2 separate regions of the Zea mays genome follow, and region 1 is linked to region 2. Evidence: chromatin contacts called from public Hi-C data. All regions are on one chromosome and are shown on one strand. Each heading gives the region's core, a stretch centred on a gene start, on an enhancer-like site or on the middle of the called end of the contact. The rest is flanking DNA. Distances are from core to core; before and after follow the strand shown. Region 1 holds the start of LOC100274743. Region 2 has its middle 17 kb from the start of LOC100273107.

What was found. A called contact is a pair of places that touch in the nucleus more often than the background predicts.
Region 1: a Hi-C map of ear shows a contact between it and region 2, with 2.7 times the contacts expected there. The contact joins the promoter of LOC100274743 here to the enhancer-like site in region 2. A contact is called at or near these places in 2 of 25 Hi-C or Micro-C datasets (ear and leaf).

Annotation. Positions count from the first base shown.
Region 1 is chr3:162,129,137-162,131,850 of Zm-B73-REFERENCE-NAM-5.0, forward strand. LOC100274743 reads right to left here and starts at 1,331. Exons shown (of 2, transcript NM_001360650.1): 1 at 1-1,331. The coding sequence starts at 1,240.
Region 2 is chr3:161,985,120-161,988,157 of Zm-B73-REFERENCE-NAM-5.0, forward strand. No RefSeq gene overlaps it. Among protein-coding and RNA genes, the nearest start is that of LOC100273107, 17 kb to the right of the region's middle. Within about 2 kb of position 1,277, at least 19 of the 20 cell types and tissues checked have an H3K27ac peak or open chromatin away from gene starts, as enhancers often do. A contact at or near this core is called in ear and leaf, where this site is marked.

The DNA of each region.
Region 1 (2,714 bases), core at 81-2,580, 140 kb after region 2:
GTATGTCATTAGCAAACTCTTCGATCGTGCCACACACTGCATCCCCAAGCCGCAAGAGTATTCCCTCGGCCTCCTCCTTGATGAAATTCTTTGCATCACCCGAGAACAAACCCTCAAGCTCTGGCAGCACCTCAGCGAGCGCCTCATACATACCAAGGATGCGGAACAGCTTCTCGGTGGACCTCTTCCCAATCGCAATGGCGTCACCAAAGTTCAGCATCTGCAGGACACAACCCTTGGCCGCCTGAGTGAAGCACTCCTCCTCAGTGTTCATGTCCGGCGAAAGGATCTGCCTGCAGATACGGCGCTCCTCAGCAAGGAGGCCCCGGACGACGACCTTGAGCGCCTGGATCCACTTCCTCATCTTGCCGTCAAGCACGCCCCACTCCACCCGCTGCACCTCCTCGAGGCTCATCTTGTCGACCCCGAGCACGGCAAGGCATTCCATGAGCGTGTCCCGGCGCACCTCCCCGTATACCTGGCACAGCTCGGGCGCGTAGCCGGCGCGCAGCATGACGTCGGCGATGTCCCTGAGGACGCTGACGGTGTCCGGGGCGATGAGGTAGGGCGAGATCTCGTCGTCGGAGGCGGAACTCCTGCCGCCCTGCTGCTCGTTTACCCCCTCGGCGGCGACGGCGGCGTGGTGTTGGGCAAAGGAGGGGCAGTCTAGGTCTACGGCGGAGGAGTTGAAGGAGGGTACCGTGAGCGAGAGTCGGCGGAGGAGCGAGACCTGGAGGTCCTCCGCGGCAAGTGGCGGCGCGCCGCGGATGAGCAGGTGGCGGAACTCGTCCTCGAGCCGCGCCATGGCGGTCTGCAGCGCGGCCTCGGCGCGCGGGCCCGGCGCGCCCGTGAGGCAGGCGGCCGCGGCGAGGTACTCCTCGCCCTCCCGCGAGTCGAACACCAGCGCGTCGGCGGTGGGGGACTCCCAGCGCTCAACCACCTCGGCCGCCGCGTCCCACTCCGCCTCGGCGCGGGCCGCCGCGTCGCCTTCGGGGTCGAGATCGGGCTCGTCCCCTTCCCCCTGAGAGGTCCCCTCGTCCGCCTCCAGTATGGAATCGACGGCGGTAGGGGGAGGAGGGAAGAGGTCGGACATGAGCGAGAAGCGGTTGTCGAAGCGAGAGAGGATGCGGATCATGTCGTCGGCGGCGTTCTTGGAGTTCGCGAGCGACTTGACGATGTGCTGCGCCGCCGCGATCACCTTCTCCTGCCCGTCCGGCGGCGGCGGCGGCGCCGCCGCCATCCTCAACTGCCGCTGGATTAGGCGGCTGCTGCGAGCTTCTTCGAACGAGGGAAGAGAAGGGGAAAAGGCCGGGGGAGAGAAGAGGAATGGAAGGGGAAGCGAAACGGAGTCGACTACCCGCTGTGCTGAGCTGGGCGGTTTTGAACGGGTCCACCAGCAACACCACCACGACTGTCTCATCAGATATCGCTCTTTTTTGATCGTACGGACGGGATTCGTTGGGAAGTGCTGTGTGTGTGACACAGCCTGTGTCTGACTGACTGCGGCTCTCGTCGAGCATGATCTGATGGTTCTCCGGTTGTTCGCTTTCCGGACTCGGAGTGCCGTAGCTCTAATTTATATAGGTAAAAGTGTAAAACACTGTTGAAATCAAGATTGTTTAAGATGATGAATAGTGTTAAGAAAACAGTGTTAAATTTATTAATTGATTGTGTACTTATTTATACACTAGGAACGTGCTCGTACGATACCACGGAACACAAATTGCGACCCTTCAATGGACTTAGGGCCCTGACGACGGACAGCGTGAGTACAATAGTGATGACAAAATCCGTGATTAAACATAGATACTGAACGATATAAATATGTCTACTCAAATAGATTGAAATAGAATCGCACAAATAATTTTTAAAGAGTAAATATATAATGCTTAATCATAACCAATTATGTTGACACCTTGTACACTAAGCTAATCTTTTTAACAATATTGTTAACTCTCTGTTGTATGTTTGTATGGATGACATATCTGCACGAATTATCCTCGTAACTTAGGGCCCCTTTGGCAGGGCTCTGGCTTCTCCAAAAACGGCTTTGGCTCTGGCTCACGAGGTGAAGCCACTTCTTTAGATGAGCCAAAGCCATTCTGAAAAATCATTTGGCAAAACGGCTTATAGGTTGTTTTTCAGAAAGACCCTTGTATAGTTTGGACTGGTGGGAGGGCTATTGTGCGTGGCTAGGGATTGAGGGCAGGACCAAAAAAAATAATTTGGACTGGTGGGAGGGCTATTGTGCAAAAATGACGTGAGCTGAAGCCGGGTGAGCCACTTTTTTGGCTCATGACTGGTGAAGCCATTTGAAAAAGAGGTGTTTGGCACAACTTTTGCATGAGCCAGAGCCGAAGCTGAAAAATAAGCCCTACCAAAGGGGCCCTTAACAGCTCGATAATAAAGTTCCTCCGAAAAATCTTTGCATCCTACACATAAGACATAAGAGAACAAAACACCAATTTATTATTATGTAACTGGAATGAATCTTATGAATATAAAAGGAACATATTCCACTCACCCTAACAAATTTCATTCGACTATCGTTCCTGTTGGGGACTTGTTCTCAAATGCTAAGAATTAAGAACAAGGCAACATAGAAAATGTTAAGTGTAAAAGTCCTTCGTCCTCCATAACATTATATCCCTTTGGAATATAAAGCATCTCGGACGAAGGTTACGAAGGACGTAGCTTCGTAAGCGTGACAATGA
Region 2 (3,038 bases), core at 27-2,526:
ACTGGCCCTCTTTTTTATTATGTATGTGGTGTGAAAGTGTGCGAGGATGATATCAACCACAACATTAAGAGCCCAAATAGGAAGCTAAGAACATACAAAAAGTATTGCTAGCAGCAGAACATGGGATTGGAAAGATGTTTTGTGACATGTTTACTTCTCCTAACCAGTTCCAATTCATCCTTTAAAAATTTCCCTCAACTGTGCCCCAGCACCTTAGGGGGTGATCCAACAATACTGTTGTTGAACCTTCCTGGATCTCTCAAAGTGCACCTGATAAGCTAGGATAACCCTGTCGTTTGCCTCACCACCTTATGAAGCCGAGGGTCTTCCACTTTCCAGTGCTGCTGATTAGAATAAAGTTGTGTTGAACTGGCAGTTAATCCTGACACTGTTGGAGGAATGGCTGAAGCACCGCCAAACATGATGGTTCCTGTCCTGGGGCATGAAACCACAAGTCTTCATGAAAAGTCCACATATGTCTCCACTCCATATACTGATCAATGAGGTCTTTGTGCTCTTGTACCCAGAGGTGCCCTAATAGCTCACTCGGTTGCAAGCTCTCCATTTGTTTGTTAGTGAAATGCGGATTGTTTATCAGATCTAATGCCGAAAGCTCCCACGTGAGGCCTTGTTCGGTTATGCTAATCCATATGGATTGGAGTGTATTGGACAGGATTGAGACGGATTTAAACCAACTCAATCCTACTCAATTCACATGGGTTAATAGCAAAACGAACAAGCCTGAAAGAATAAACCAAGCTAAGGCCTTGTTCGGTTGTTTCAATTCCATGTGGATTTGTGTGTATTGGGATGGATTGGAATAGATTTTGACTTGTTATGGATTTAATCCGATTCAATACCACTCAATCCACATGGATTAACGACGAAACGAACAAGCCCTAAGTTGGTATGTTGTGCTTCGAAAATCTCCGGGGTCGGGGTCCTGTGGGAAAGAATTCAGCGTTGTACTAGTACCTTGTGCAGACGACGCAGCACAACAAAGAGCTTGTCAGGCGACAACTGCAAATTCTTGATCTCATCCGCAAATGCAAGAAGGCGAAGAAGAGCACTATTTGGTTTGTTCAGCTGCTGCGTTTAACTACGTTGTTTGTAGGGTAGAAGAGGTGGGTGTGTTCAGCGGTGACATTGGCCGATTTTTTTATGCCGCCGTCGCCGTGCCTGCACGCGCAGGAGGGCCGTTACGTGCTGCTGCCTGCTGTCCGGGGGGTACACTGTCCGGCGTGGGCCGGAAGCCCGACGCGCTTGGGCTGGTGCGCGCATGGTTGAAGCCGCCAGAAAACGGGCTGCATGGCAGATGGGCTCCGTATTGTATTATCGCCCATGACACGGCCCTTTCTCACAAGAACAAACCGAGGCTGCTTGGCTGACGAGAGAGCAGCTTCTTCTAGATCCGTGAGCGTGACTCTGTGAGCGGTAGCTATCTTGCTGCTCTGTGGTCAGACAGCCGTATCGCTGTTCTCTGTCAGGCAACTATCGCTGCCATGCAACCCGATATGCTTATCCGTTTGATAGCAGTAGTTTCTCTACTCTACACCACACCCATCTATCTATCTTGAAAGAGTTCCCGTGTGTTCCGGATCATTCTTCTGTCGCTTGCCTTTTTTTTTCTGCTCCAATGATGATTTGTCTCCAAACCAGCATAACACCTGCGTGCGTGCGTGCGTGCCTCTAACCTGAAACCATGCGGCAGTCGGGCTCATCTCTTTCTTCATCATCCATCTCCGAGAGGCCGATGTGCATGCGACTGACGACGCTGTTCTTTGTGCTTTTAAAAGGGTCTGGGGCTTCCATAATAGCGTTGACACTGCCCCTGAGTAGAGAAGAGTTGCGTGCATAAGCTAAGAGGAGCTTATTGTAGCTAGTAGTGTTTCTTTTATTGGGGTGGACCTTCAGCTTTCAGATTAATTAACCACTATATTCCAAACATCAAGGTTCAGTGCAGCAAGCTATATAGATATTTTTCTCCAATAATCCATATGTGCCTGCCCTCTCCGATAATTAAGTCGAAGAATGATTGGAAAGCATGCCTCGATGACTCGTAGAAATAGGACGCTCTAAATCCACAAGCAAGGCAACATCAGACGCACAACTGTCCCCGACTCACAAATAGTACGTCACATGACATCCTCCCTACCTGCAACTGCAAATACACGCCACCGGAAGAAGCAGCGAGCGAGCGAGCAGCATGCATCCATCCATCCATATGATCGTCTATATATCTACGGAGTATAATTAATACAATACACAAGGACACGAAGCTAAGAGCGATTAGGCTACTAGCAGGTCTTGCTCCGCTAATCGCCAGGTTATAATCAGCAGCTAGCTAGCAGGCCGGCCATGCCATCTTGGCTTTTCCCTCTCCCTCACGCTAACCCACCCGACAACAGTGTTGACCCGAGCGCCCTAATCATGCAGCCAACCCACGCGCGCCGCCTTAAACCGGTCCCGACAACGCTGATCCGCATTACTATTATTTTTACGCCGGCCGTGACACCACGGCGGTGCCTGCCGGGCTCGCGGCAGCTGCCGGCCGTTGATGAGTTGACTAGCGGTAGACTCGCCGGGTACTCAACCGGGGCTAAAGAGTACCGGTAAGGTCGCTGTCGGCGAACTGCGAATCGCCCGCCCTCATCTTCTCTGCGCAGTCAGCGTTGTCGGAAACAGCGTCTTTTACATCGTCCGGCCCCCTTGTCTTGGACGGATGTCGCTTGTTGCGTTGCATATGCGACGTTAACGTCTGACCTAGAGCTAGCTGTGTGTGTTTTATTATCGAGGCAGGGAAAGTGTTCCTCTTTTCCTGCCCTCCAATATTAACACACTTTTAATCGGTAACAATACTAATGCCGGACCCGGACCGTACGTGTGCACTAATTGTTAGAGATAAAGATGGAATAGGATAGAAACCAACCTCTTTTCTGTAGAAGTATTTTTTTTTGTCTTGTCTTTTGAAACGGTTTCTGTAAAAAAGTATTTGTTCCTATATACTACTTATATTTTACAATAGATATAGACATATG